3 separate regions of the Rattus norvegicus genome follow, and all the other regions are linked to region 2. Evidence: chromatin contacts called from public Hi-C data. All regions are on one chromosome and are shown on one strand. Each heading gives the region's core, a stretch centred on a gene start, on an enhancer-like site or on the middle of the called end of the contact. The rest is flanking DNA. Distances are from core to core; before and after follow the strand shown. Region 1 overlaps LOC102546726 (a long non-coding RNA gene). Region 2 overlaps LOC102546726 (a long non-coding RNA gene). Region 3 has its middle 380 kb from the start of Pik3r1.

The links. A called contact is a pair of places that touch in the nucleus more often than the background predicts.
Region 1: a Hi-C map of liver shows a contact between it and region 2, with 2.2 times the contacts expected there. The contact joins two enhancer-like sites. A contact is called at or near these places in 2 of 12 Hi-C or Micro-C datasets (kidney and liver).
Region 3: a contact with region 2 is called in a Hi-C map of liver, with 6 times the contacts expected there. The contact joins two enhancer-like sites. A contact is called at or near these places in 2 of 12 Hi-C or Micro-C datasets (liver and psoas muscle).

The regions. Positions count from the first base shown.
Region 1 is chr2:35,494,427-35,498,788 of GRCr8, reverse strand. All of the region lies in intron 1 of LOC102546726 (a long non-coding RNA gene), which reads left to right. Among named protein-coding and RNA genes, the nearest start is that of Cd180, 93 kb to the left of the region's middle. Within about 2 kb of position 2,913, at least 5 of the 93 cell types and tissues checked have an H3K27ac peak or open chromatin away from gene starts, as enhancers often do. A contact at or near this core is called in liver, where this site is marked.
Region 2 is chr2:35,326,162-35,330,808 of GRCr8, reverse strand. All of the region lies in intron 5 of LOC102546726 (a long non-coding RNA gene), which reads left to right. Among named protein-coding and RNA genes, the nearest start is that of Cd180, 260 kb to the left of the region's middle. Within about 2 kb of position 2,153, at least 8 of the 93 cell types and tissues checked have an H3K27ac peak or open chromatin away from gene starts, as enhancers often do. A contact at or near this core is called in liver, where this site is marked.
Region 3 is chr2:35,075,587-35,079,929 of GRCr8, reverse strand. No RefSeq gene overlaps it. Among named protein-coding and RNA genes, the nearest start is that of Pik3r1, 380 kb to the right of the region's middle. Within about 2 kb of position 3,084, at least 4 of the 93 cell types and tissues checked have an H3K27ac peak or open chromatin away from gene starts, as enhancers often do. A contact at or near this core is called in liver, where this site is marked.

The sequences.
Region 1 (4,362 bases), core at 1,664-4,163, 170 kb before region 2:
CAAGGTCAGACCATGCGATATGTAATGGAACAGGGACAGACACCCAGGCTATCTGTCCCAGTGCCAATGCTCTTGACCACTTATAGCATTAGGAAGCAGGGACGAGAGCCTCATTTCTAAGAGTCACACGTAATCATTTGTTTCAAAAAATTGCAGTTACTTTTTTTTTTTGAGCAACTGGGAGCAGCTACGAATATGTTTGATTTTCGTGCTTCTGGCAGACTCCAGCTGTGACTCAGTTCTGATGGACACGTTCTTCTACTGACACTTGGAAGCAAGGCGTTTCATCTCATGCTCATTTAAGTTAACAAAGCACGGCTCCTCAGGAAGAAGAGGTGGGGGGAGCAAGAAATCTGAGTCATGAACTCAGTGCTGACCTGCTTCCCCCATTGCACACTTCGGAGCTTTCCCACCTGTGTCCGTGTAATGACACACACACACATTTTACCCTGATACATCACAGAGCATCTTGTTGCAGACCAGACATGCTGCCTTGGACTCTGAGAAAGGAAGCATATGGACCGTGTGCCTGTGCAGCAGGGTTATGGGGTGGTGGTGGTGGTGGTGGAGGGAAGGCAAGGTTGGGGAGCACCCCGATTCTGATGGACTTCAAATCCAGTTGCTAAGAGGTCTAAGCAAGTCTCAGACTGAAAGAACGCCGCACTTGTGTTTGCCCGTGCGCATCAATGTCTGTGCATGTTCATTCGTGAGCATGTGTTGAGGATGAGTTGTACAGAAGGCAAGGAATACAACCAAGTACGATCTCAAACTCAAAATCGACCAGCATTTTAGTCACACTCTGAAGAGAAGACATGTTCTCATCATTCCAGATCTGGCTCTGGTTTCACCGCAGGAATTTCTTCTTATCTTTTCCCATGAAATGACCTTTCCCTCGTTTGCTCTCCCACCTGCTTTGTGTCTTTGCATTAAGTAACTCATCACATTTGTCTGCCTGTGGCAGGACTCCCAGGATTTTTGGGACTATACACCAAAGATCTCAAGGATGCTGAGCTCTCAGCCTTGGCTCAGGGCCAGTCATCCTTTGAAGGGTGGATGAAGCCTTGTCACAGGCTGGAAATTGAAGAACTCTCCCGCCATGGCACACACTGTGGTATGGGTGCCCGGGCCCTTTTTTAATCCCCTCATTTTTGCCATTGATTATGTCTCTGCTTAACACCAACAGCTTTATGCAGAGGCCTCTGCAGAGACTGAGATTGCCATGGGATAGATCAGGTTATTTGTTTGTAAGCCTGGGTCAGCCTTAGACCTGATGTCTTGAACTGAGAATATTCCCCGGAGCCCTTAGGAAAGCACTTGACATGTTCAAATAGAAACTCATATCCAATCTCTGCTTTTCATTATTCTTCATTTATTTTTCTTCATGAACATTTGGACTTGCCCAGGTGTCCTAGGTTGTTTGGGGGTTGTGTGGGAGGGAGCTACGTTAACAGAATATGTAGACACAAGTTCAGTCTAACTCAGTAATTATGGCTTGCTGGATTACAAGCAGGCAAGTGCTGGCTTTTTTTTTAAATTGATTTTTATGATTGATACAGGGATACCTAAACCTTGTGCTTTCTCTGTGGACAGTGGGAGGGACAAGAAATGGGAAAATGTTCACATAAGGTTTCTGATAATTTACTGTTCTAGGAAGCTTAAAGCTTAAAAATCTTCATCTAATGGACAAGAATTTCTTACATGAATTGATACTCGTTCCTTGACTATTCCTAGGTGCCTGAGGCCAATATGACATTCTAAGTATTGGAAAGCAGTTCAGTGCCTCCCTGCGGTGAGAAAGAAAGCCCACAGTGGGGCAAAGAGAGCTCCCCAGGATAGCCATCTAAAACAGAGGGTGATTCATATCCTGTCATTAACACAGCAAAAAATTTGTCCTCCTTACTCATGACATGTTTGAGCTGGAAAAACACAATATGCTAAATTCTCAATTTCCTGATGGGCCACATGAGCTCTCCTAATGACCTGTCATTGGCAGCTTGACTTCAGAACATTCCAGGCTCTGTTCCGCGGGGCGCATGCTGAACAACTCAGGAGTTAAAGTGTAGTGTGGCAACCTAACTCTGGATCACCAGAATAACCTGCTTATCCTGAGTGCCAGTGTATTGACATTAACTCCCAAGTTCTTTTAAGTTCCTCATGAATATTTTCAGATTGCATTTCAGGTCCTAACCTTAACGGGAATAAAAAAAACAAAAACCCACAACAAAACAAGCAAACCTAACCCGAACCTGGCCTTTCATTTAAAACTACAGAGAACATTGAAGTAACCTTTTCTTGGGAAATAGCACTTTCTTCTGGACAAACATGTTTTCATATAAAGTTCACGTTTTTGGTATTATGGAATTATATAAGTGCAGTGTTTAAACTTAGAGAATATTGCTCTTTAAGGAACCAGAACGATTTAACCTTTTAAAAAATAGATATAGCCCGTATGTAGAAACATAGAAAAAATATGGTGGGGGCAACTTTTATTCTTAGAGGAGGCAAAGGTACTAAAATTACAGAAAGGTTAAATCTGATTGAGTTCCGTGATCACTCAGCTGGAATTTAATCCAGTATTTAAAGAAAAATGTCTGTTTATTGGTGGTATAAGACTGCTAGAACTGACACCATCTCGGCTGACTAACTGTCTCTGTGCCTGGGGTACCTGAAAACTATACTCCAGGCTACAGTCTGTCCCTCCACTCTATCCATGCACACATTTCCCTCTGCTGTGTCATAAGGTCAGCTTTGCTACGTCACTTCATAGGTGAGGACACTGAGAGTCAGAGTTACAGAGCCCCCAAAGGTGGTGGCAGGGTCTGAACTTAAGGTTGGCCCTACTACACCAGACGCTTACAGAGCACTCAGAAGCAAAGGTTCAGGCAGTGTTTATTGACACATGTGGAGCCACTATTCTAGGAGAACTAGAAGAGTCAACATTTCAGAGAACATTTGATTGGCTAATTCCAGGGGACAGTGAAGCTATTAGGACATGATTCCTCCTGGCCAAAGCATTCATCTGAGAGGAAGTAAAAGGTTGTTGCAAATAGGGTTTAGAAACTAGGGAAGGAGATGACGCCCTCTTTGGTGTGGGCATTTTCTATTGTCTTCAGAGAGATAAATGACTCTCCCTCTTTCTCTCCCTCTCTATATAAACTGTGTGTGTGTGAGTGTGTGTGTGTATAAATATATATATATATATATATTTATACACACACATACACAGACACACACATAGACACACATACACAGACACACATACATAGACATACATACATAGACACACATACACACACAGACACACACACATAGACACACATACACAGACACACACACAGACACATAGACACACACACACAGACACACACATATACACATGGGCTTTCAAGGTTATCATTAGCAAAATGGGCTCAGCCTTGAAGAGCTTGGGACTTTCCTTTGTGAAGAAGGTGACCACCGCACTTTAATGCTAGAGCCTGGAGGAGCAACGTTAGAACCAGAGACCAGTACAGAAACTTTCCTTGGAAGTGCTGAACAGGTGGGAGCAAGTTCAAGCCAGCTTAGCTCAATTCAACAAGCTAGGGAAACTGGCTTAGTTGTCACTCTGGGTTCTGGTAGAGATTCTGATGCCGTAGGTTCGGTGCATCTTAGAAATCAGTGCTGAGATACCCCAGTGTAGGTGAACGTCAGGGTGGGGAGGTGGGAGGGAGTGAGCGGGTGGGAGTGTGGGTGAGGGAGCACCCTCATAGAAGCAGGGGCTGGGGATGGGATATTGTGTTTCTGGAGCGGCAACAGGGAAAGGGGATAACATTTAAAATGTAAATAAACCCGCCCCCCAAAAGAAATCAGTGCTGAGACCTCAAACCAGAACAACCAACTCAACAAGGCGGGTGTATGGTTCAATTTTCTAACCCTGAGAGAAACAGTTTAAAGAGGAAAGCTATTTCTGATGTTTCTGTTCATGGCTACCCTCTTCATTGCAACCCTGTGTGGCAGAACATCGTGGCAAAGGGAACATGTGAAAGTAGAATCCACTTATTCCTGGAAATGTGGACAATTTGTAGAAGCAGCTGGAGGTAACATATACTCTTCAAAATATTGCCCCTCATTCTTCTTCCACTAAGGACTAAAATCAACGCATCCATGGAATTGATCTGTTTCCTTGCTTTGAGAGATGGATGGGGATTTTTTTATTCAATGGTGGTTCTTAGCTTTCTGAATCTTTCTGGTGCCCATTGAAGTGTGAACTCTTTTCTCAAAATTGGGAATATTCACATCAACACGGGGCTGCTGTTTGGGGGATTTGCATGGACTTTGAGTTTCACCTCTAGGAATGAAGTAAAACCAAGAAGGGAGCAATAT
Region 2 (4,647 bases), core at 904-3,403:
GCTGCAAGCATCCTCATCTGTATTAGTAAGGCTGTGGCAGAGCCTCTCAGGAGACATCCATATCAGGTTCCTATCACCAAGCACTTCTTGGCATCAGCAATAGTGACTGGGTTTGGTGCTGCATATGGGATGGATCCCCAGGTGGGGCAGTCTCTGGATGACCTTTCCTTCAGTCCCTGCTCCAATCTTTGTCCTTGTATTTCCTCCCTTCAGTATTTTGTTCCCCCTTCTAAGAAGGACTGAAGCATCCACATTTCACTCTTCCCTTTTCTTGAGCTTCATATGGTCTATGAATTGTTTCTTGGGTATTCAGAGCGTTTGGTCTACTATCCACTTATCAACGAGTGCATACCATGTGTGTTTTTTCTGTGACTGGGTTACCTCACTCAGGATGATATTTTCTAGTTCCACCCATTTGCCTATGAATTTCATAGTCATTGTTTTTGATAGCTGAGTAGTCCTCCATTGTGTAGATGTACCACATTTTCTGTATCCATTCCTCTGTTGAAGGGTGTCTGGGTTCTTTCCAGCTTCTGGCTATTATAAATAGGGCTGTTATTAGAAGGCTCATTTCTCCAGTGTAGGGGAATGCCAGGGTGTTGAGGTGGGAGTGGGAGTATCTTCATAGAAGCAGGGGAAGGGAGGATGAGGAAAGAGGGAAAGGGGATAACTTTTGAAATGTAAATACATAAAATATCCAATGAAAAAAGGAAGCAGCAGCCAGCCACACTGCCAAGAAGAGGCAAAGACAAACCAAATTGCACGGAAGAGGCTCAGACCAACTGATCACCAGGAGAGGACAGTCTCCAAACTGCTGAGGTGCCTGAAGGCCGTGCAGTGTGCTCCAGGCTTCCAGATTTTGTGAGCTGTCACCCAGGCTATGTGGGCTGGAGTTATTTATGTTCCTGTTAGTAACCCCTCACCCACATTTCTGTACGCAGCCCCAGTAAAATTCATTGGTTCATCACGTTGGATTTTAGTGGTTTTCATGCTTTGGTCTATTGTAGGGATCCTATCTGAGATGACAGCATGTGTTTGAGATAGTCACACAACAGACATTTAAAAATGCTAAGCCAAAGAATTCATATACACATGTACATGATTTCTCTTACACTGTTAGAGTCCTCTAAGCAACAGTGCTAAGTAATATAATAATACAATCATAATCATAATTATAAAATTGGTAGGCCTTTTCTGTCCCTTGGTGATGTTCATATAGGCAGATTAGGCCAAACTGAAAGCAGATATAGGCAAGTTAATTCAGTGTTGCTCCCAGGCGGGTTCAGCAGTACCAAAGAATAGGCCCCAGGAAGCTGTGCACCCTGGCTAGGATGGGGAAGTTTTACAGACTGTAGGTAAAGGGTATTGATGTGTCAGCCATAAGATGGTTTCGTGCCCAAGTCTGGTTTAGGAAGGGATTTGAGTGGCTGGCATCGGGGATGAGGTTGCCACAGCTTCCAGGAATGCTGACCTGGGTTCTTAGATACTTTCCTTTGTTCAGAGGGTTTTGTTTGGTTATTTATATTTTTGTTGTTTGTTTTGTGCCTTTGGGGGTGGGGGAAGGAAGGCAGACAGGGTTTCCTAGCTTGTGCAGGGACAAGCAGGGCTTCCAGCTGAACAACAACAATAACCAGTTCGGCCTTCATGAGTTCTCTGGTCACGGATCAGGTTTTGTGGAAAGTAGTGCCTTCCAGTGAAGATGTGAGGTCCAGCCCTTTCCACGTCAATGTCTGAAGCTGCACCACCTCTTACAGTCCCTCTGACCTTGATTCCTTTGCACACTGCTCATTACCTGTGTACATCACATGTTTATATATTGGGTATAAAACAGATAGCTCTGAATAATTTGAAAAGACCTAGCTTTTTTGGGTCTGTTTTAAATCAGGTAGCATTCTCTCTTGGTCCCCTTTTCTTTGTTCCTTCCCTCCTTGATCTTGTGTTATTCCCCTTCCTCCCTGTCCCCCTCCTCCTTCTTTACACCCCTCCACCAAGTCTTACACTCTCCCCACAAGCTTTCTCCTGATAACTAGCTGGAAACTCACTGCGTAGATGAGACTGTCTTTTATGCATTCCTCCTGCCTAAGCCTCCCAAGTGCTGGGCGGGCGGATGGGAGTCAACAAGCATACTTGGCTATCAGGTGGCTTGCACAGGCAGTGCCAAGAACCAGGTGGACCTTGCCAGGCCTTGTGACCCAGCACTTTGTCCTCTGGCTACACTAGGAACCTATCCCCTTTTTCCTTTGCTTCCTCTAGAGAGGCTTGAGTCTTAGGTCAAGAAGGTCTCAGGCTTTCTGCTTGTTTAAGACTCGATAGCATCATTTGGGGGATGCATTCCTTCTAAAGGGAATTCCTTGACCATTCACTACTCCTCCATTAACCCCAAGCACTTTAATTGGTCTCTGTACAGATTGCATTGAATGTTACCCCATGCATTGTTTGTTTTAGGCTCTGAGGTCTTTATGAGCCCTCTGGGGACTAATATTTATTTGCCATTGGAATTTGAGAAAGGAAAGAGCTCTCTGAATTGCTTCTGAAAGCCTTTTCTCTGGGAAACAAAAGCTCACCCCTCGCATTGTGTGAGTGCAGCTTCGTGTATCAGCTCTTTATCCCACACGGCTGCTCTGTTTTCATTACCCAGTCCTCGGAGAAAGACCTTCTGCTAGAACTAACTTTTTACTGGCATTCTGAGAAAGGCCCAGTTCTCAGAAGAAACTTTTCACAAAGGGGACCCTGAGATTCTGTAAGTGCTTTCCTCCAGTTAATAGTAGGAATATTCCTTAAAGAATATTTGGGGCCTCCTATTTGCATGAATGCATGTGCATGTCAATGTGCATGTGCATGCATTAGGATGACCTTGAAGCTGGCTTACAGCTGGATCTGTCTGAGCCTGCCACACTTCATGCTTGTCCTATTTAAATATACCTTCTGCTAGTGACTGTGCTGACTTGTAGGGGCAAAACAGTGAATTAATCATGGTCTCGGTGCCAAAGAAAACTTAACTGCAGCCTCTAAATCTTAGGAGAATAACCATTATTTAAACATAGGACTTAGATATACATTCAAACCCAGGCAGCTACTATTTCTTCAGTAGGAGACACAGAAGGGCCACTGGATAGGATTGGCCTTGCTTTTTGCCTATCTACATGAAAAGTGGTTTCTTTGACAACTTTAACTGCTGTTTGGTCAGAAATTATGAAGCTAGCGAAAAAGCTCAATTACTGGTGCTTGCTTTTCCTTTCAAAGCTACTTAAACTTGAACTCTTTGAGTGTCCCTTTTTGCTGGAGATACATTGAGAACGCCTTTATTCCGTGAACTTGCTCAGTGTCACTCCTTTGCCTGGTCACCTTCCACTGAGCTACGAGGGGTGCTACTGTCAGGGGAGAAGCTCAGCACTGGTGGTCCTAATATCAAGGACACGGGAGGTAGGAGACAAGGGTTTGAACCTACTCCACACAGGGAGTGCAGCCTAGGGAAACCAAAGTCACATCTAAGATACTTGGCCCCCAACTTCACCCCAACTCTGTCTCTTAACGCCTATTTTGATCAATCAGACAGATTATTATTAGCTTTGTTAGGAAGAACTAGGCAGTGAGGAGAGGCCCCTTCTGGCCATCCTCAGATTCCTGTCGGAGCAAATACAAGATGAAAGCTCCCATGACTCTAACATTCAAGGTCATCCTTTTTCTGTTGGATGTGTTGCAGATGTGTTTGCAATTGGCAAGTGTTCGTCCTCACAGGAATGTGACACCTTTTATTTTAGAAAGCCCAGTCTCCGTGTAAAAGATGGAAGGCTTACTTTTGAATATAAGTGATGAAGAAATCGGTTATTTGGAGCGCAAACTTCCAGAGGGTCAGAGTCTATGACCATCATGGCAGAGAGAGCAAACAGGCAGGCAGTTGTCAAGGTGCTCGAACAGCAGCTGAGAGCTTATATCTTGATCCACAAGCACAAGGCAAAGAGTGGTCACCGGTAAAGGCATGATGGGTTTTTGAGACCTCAAAGCCTACCCCTAGTCACATACCTCCTCCAACAAGGCCATACCTCCTGATCCTTCCCTACCCCTAGTCACATACCTCCTCCAACAAGGCCATACCTCCTGATCCTTCCCTAACCCTAGTCCAACAAGGCCATACCTCCTGATCCTTCCCAAATAGTTCTGCAAACTGTGGATCAAAACTCCAAATATTTGAACCTTTAGAGGCCATTTGTGTTGAAAGCACCATAGACATTTATTATTGTGTCTAAGTTGTATATGTGTACATGGACAGAGACACATACAAAGAGTACTGGATATCTGTAAGTAAATCAGAGTCACTGTGTGTAGCAAGTCTCTTGAGGACTTACACATTCATTTGTGGCCATTGATGAAAAATAAAGCTTACCCTGAAGTAAGAGGCATAATTGATGGTTTGAAATTTCAGATACAAGAACCGACCTTCTAATCATCTATGGGCATAGAACAGACAGAGACATCAGGCTCTGCTTTTTTTCCTCTTAGTCATGTTCTATACCAGCACACTGGGGACTCATGCCTTCCTGTATGTGAGGAGTAAGTGTTCCTCACAGAGGAAACTTCCAGCGATGATTTTATTATCAGAATGCGTGCTAGTGTTAGAGAACTCAACTGTGATTATGGGGATGACTT
Region 3 (4,343 bases), core at 1,835-4,334, 250 kb after region 2:
TTAATAAGTCACGGTAGACCACTTCAGAAACGAGCCACAGAAATCACCTCCAATTGATCACTATGACCTAGAATGGAAAAGTACCATGAGAAAGAGAACTTTATTACAGATTGATTACATTTTGAAGCCACAGCTCCATATTTGCACAACCCTAGGTTGGTTCTAAAGTTCTTGGAATCCATTAACTTTTGGAAATGAAGTAGAACCCAAACACTTCACAGACAGGTGTAAGGAGACGAGGAATCAAGAAATGGTATCCATCATCATCTTGGGAAAGTTGGTAGTGAGTATGAGAGGTCAAAACACTCTCTGCTTCCAGCCAGCTTTAACTGATAGAAAACTGATATAAGGTATTGATAGTAGATAGATGTTAAAGGGAAAAATAAATGAAAGAAAACTGTAAAGGTAGCTTGTCAATGGGCAGCAAATGCCCATTATAGATGTCTAGATAGCATTGGGTATGAATTATACATCAGTGCTCCTGAGGAGGGCAAGAAGAGTGGCAGAGTTTGGCCTCCAACCACACTCTGATCTCTATGGGTTTTGAGAATTTCTGTGTTGTAAACCCTTCAAAAAAGAGAAATACATTTATTTCCTAATAATATTGGTATAAAGAAGAACATATCCTGAGGTTCTGGCTTAACATTCATAGAACTCGCTGCCCTTGTAGAGGGGCAGTATTTGGTCCCAGCGCCCACACTGGGCCTACAATCTCCTATAACAGTGGTTCTGAGGGATCCCAGGCCCCCTTGAGATCTCCATGATCATGAGGTGCATGGACGTACGTGCAGGCAAAGCATTTGTAACACATGCTATGAAACAAATAAACCTCTTTTTAAAATATCAGTATATTGACAATACATAGTAAACATTATTTCTTATCTAAAATTTCACATTTTTTCTTCTCATTTTTAAAGCAGTTAAATCATTCTTATTGATCCTGGGAGAATTTGGAATGTTAGCACTGGGCTCACTGTGCCTAACCATAAAATGTCCCTGAATAGATGGGTCAACTTTTGATTATATGATATTCAAGGTCCTCTAGAGGACAAGAGCCACTGGAATAGATATTAGGGACATAAACATGAGAGATTGGTTAAAGAAGTAGAGACACCAGGAGCCTGGCACAATCCAAGTCTCAGAACCAGGGAAGCAGGCTCTGTAACTGTCTTTCTGATGCTAACGTTTTGAGGACTCAGGGAATGTATGCTTTAAGTACCAGAGCACAAAAAATTAGGGAGTTCCAGAGTCCACAGATCAGAGAAAGACACATTCCTATGCCCCTTGCTTTTCTTCATTCTGGGCACCCTTCATTGATCACATCAGTCTACATTGAGGGCAGATCTTTGTTATCCAGTTCTAACTTACAAGCTGTTCCCTTGAAACCTCTTTGTAGACACACTGAAAGCAATGCTGTACCAGGTCTTCAGGAAATCCTCAACCCAGTAAAGTTGACAAAAATTTTCTACCATCTACCCCAATGCATAGGATATACGTGTTAACGCCAAATGGAGGTTAGAGCCCACGGAGCCATGTGCTCACGTTGCATTGGCAAGGCAGCAGTAAGAGACATGTGAGAAGTCCATTATTTGAATGAAATAAACCAACCCCTTCTGTGAATTCAGGTTTGAGGCCAACTCTGTACTGCTGAGTTCCTTTAGAACAGGACAAAGGAGACACTGAGTCCTCTGGTAAATCCTGCTGCTGCTTCCTTATTACTACCTGAGCTTTGTACCACTGCTCATACCAGTGCTGCAGTCTCCACCATTTCTCTCCCTGTAAACAAGTCAAGGTAGTTAACAGGAAAGTCAGGCCAATTCAGTGGGCTTCATCATCAGGGAGAGAGCAAAGGAAGAGGAGAAGCGATAAGTTTGAGGCACATTTCTCAGGATCCTTTGAAGGAGAGTCTAGCTTGGGTGGGGTTGCATGACAGGAGAGAGGAATCACAAATATGAAGCGTGATGAGACCGTTCCAGGCACTTTGCCTCATACAGAACATCCGCCATTGCTTCTTTGGATATCCCCTCGTTATCTCACAGGTGAAGAGAATGCAGCATCTGGACTTGAGGTAAGTCTTTTGAGCTTTCACATCCAGATGTAAGATTTCCCTGTATACAGAATTTACAATATAAACAGGAGCACCACAAGAAGAAGTGAAAACAAAAAGACTTGTCCCTCCCTCTGCTGGGTTTGTTTGACCTACGTTTTCACATGGAACTGTAGCACCCAAGTTCAGTGTTGCTGGCAACCCAGAGATAGTCACAGATATTTCTAGGCTAATTATCTAAATTGAGGGAAAGACTCTGTTTTTCAGTACTGGACTATGGCATCATAGGTTTTCTATCTAGGTTGTATTTTGTATTTAAATATGTTTTCTTCCTGAAAGTCACCCTGAGTCGTAGCGTAGCTCTGCAGTGGCGACCACCTAAACACATCGTCTGACTTCGAGAATTCAATCATGGGCTTCAGAGTGCACTGCTGCCTTTGCTTTAAGAAAAATAAGCAAGAGTAGAGAAAAACAGCGGACAAGATATTTCTTCTTCAAGATTCTATTTGTCATCTAGACCTCTGGAAGCAAAGCACTAGATAGGCTTCCCTGAATAGCATGATTAATTAGTTCCTCAGACCACAGTTACTGCATGTAATTGGGGTGCCTTTTCATTTGATTTCCTTTGTAAACGGTTCTACCGTTCTCAATTTCCTTCGTGCTCTTGTTCTTCCTCTTAGAAGTGTAAGTTTAGCAAATCAGCCTGGGTGAGAGGAGATTGTCTCGGTGGTCTTCTGTCATCATAGAACACCACAGACTTTTTCTATTTTAGGAATGAAATGCCCTTGAGGGCCAGCCTTGTAAGGTTTATAATTCCCCTTGGTGGCCACACACTTCATGATCCTTTCAAACATAGATCTCAACAGGAAAGAATGACTTGATAACCTGTCAAATAGTTCCAGGATCTGCAAAGATACCACGCAGAAGCTGTCTTATCACTGTGAAAACGTGTTCTATTCTCTGACTATCATCTGAGTTCATCTTCCCTTCTGCTTTACACCTCTGACCTTTGCTACTGCTTCTCAGTAAGAGCTTTCAGCCTAGACCACAGAGAACGTGCTGTGTGTTCTATGCCACACACTGTATGTTACCTGTGTTACACTGCACATGGGCATCTGGGTGTGCCAGACCTCAAATATGCTACTAAGGCTTCACTATGAACCACCAGTAGTTGTCAATCCTGAGATTCACCTGAAAAAATCCAATTCCAGCATTGTGGCCAAATTTAAAGCAAGCATTATTAAATATTAACTATGGACCAAGAGATGGACTTTGGCCAGACCCAGTCCCTGGAATTTCCCAGCCAAAATGACCCCGAGTCACATGTAGCCGAGGCTTATAGGGATAAACCTATAGGCCACTGTACTTTCCCATGAGGCTTTGTTATTTTCCAAGAACCACAACTCCCAGCATTCCAGGAAGTTACCAAGTTCTTGACCTATTGAGGCTTACAGGCTAATTTTGAGCATTAGGTAACATCTCCAAATCCTTCGCTTTTTTTCTCTATAGTGGGTTGGTCTGATGCTGCTTGTATTTTAATGCTATTACTGGTTCCTTAAGACCCCAGAGGTGAGAAAGTCCACATGTAGATCCAAGTGACATTATGTGACCTTGCTCCCAAGTTTTTTCTGATTGGTAACTAAAATTGCTGACAGCCAATAGCTGGGCAGAAGAGACGTAGGCTTTTCAGGATGGAGGTCAGAGGAGAAACAGAAGGCAGAGGGGAGAAGGTAAACAGAGGAGAAGCTTCCATGGGTTAGGTGAGTCATAAAACTGTGGCCCTGAGAGCTGGCCAATTGGAGTTAAGAGCAGCCCAGATGAAGTATAGTAAGTAATAACTAGTAGTTATCAATAGGAAAGTAGATTCTAAGAGCATACAGGGTAGATATCTGCCCAACTCTTGTGCTGGTTGAGGCTTATTGTAAATAATAAAAGTTGTGTGTCCTTTACCTGGGAACTGAATGAGCAGGGCAGGTTCAACCTCTGAGTTGGGGTTAAATGATTTCTCCATTTCCCCATTATGCCTCAGATACTGTTAGCTCAGCTCAGTTCCATTTCTTCTTTAAGAGGTATTTCAAAAGTGTGTTTAACTCCCGCACAGTGGTGGCACTTTGTCTTGTACTAATTTACAATCATTTTAAAAGAATGATTGTCAGATAGAGCCAAAAATTTCTTTTAAAGTATTGAATATATGAGATTATATGTAATGTCTGTGATGTGCATGATTATTAATCATATATGTACATTAGTGCCATGCAGACTAGAGTCACACTAAAGCAAAAGGGGTGTAATGAAG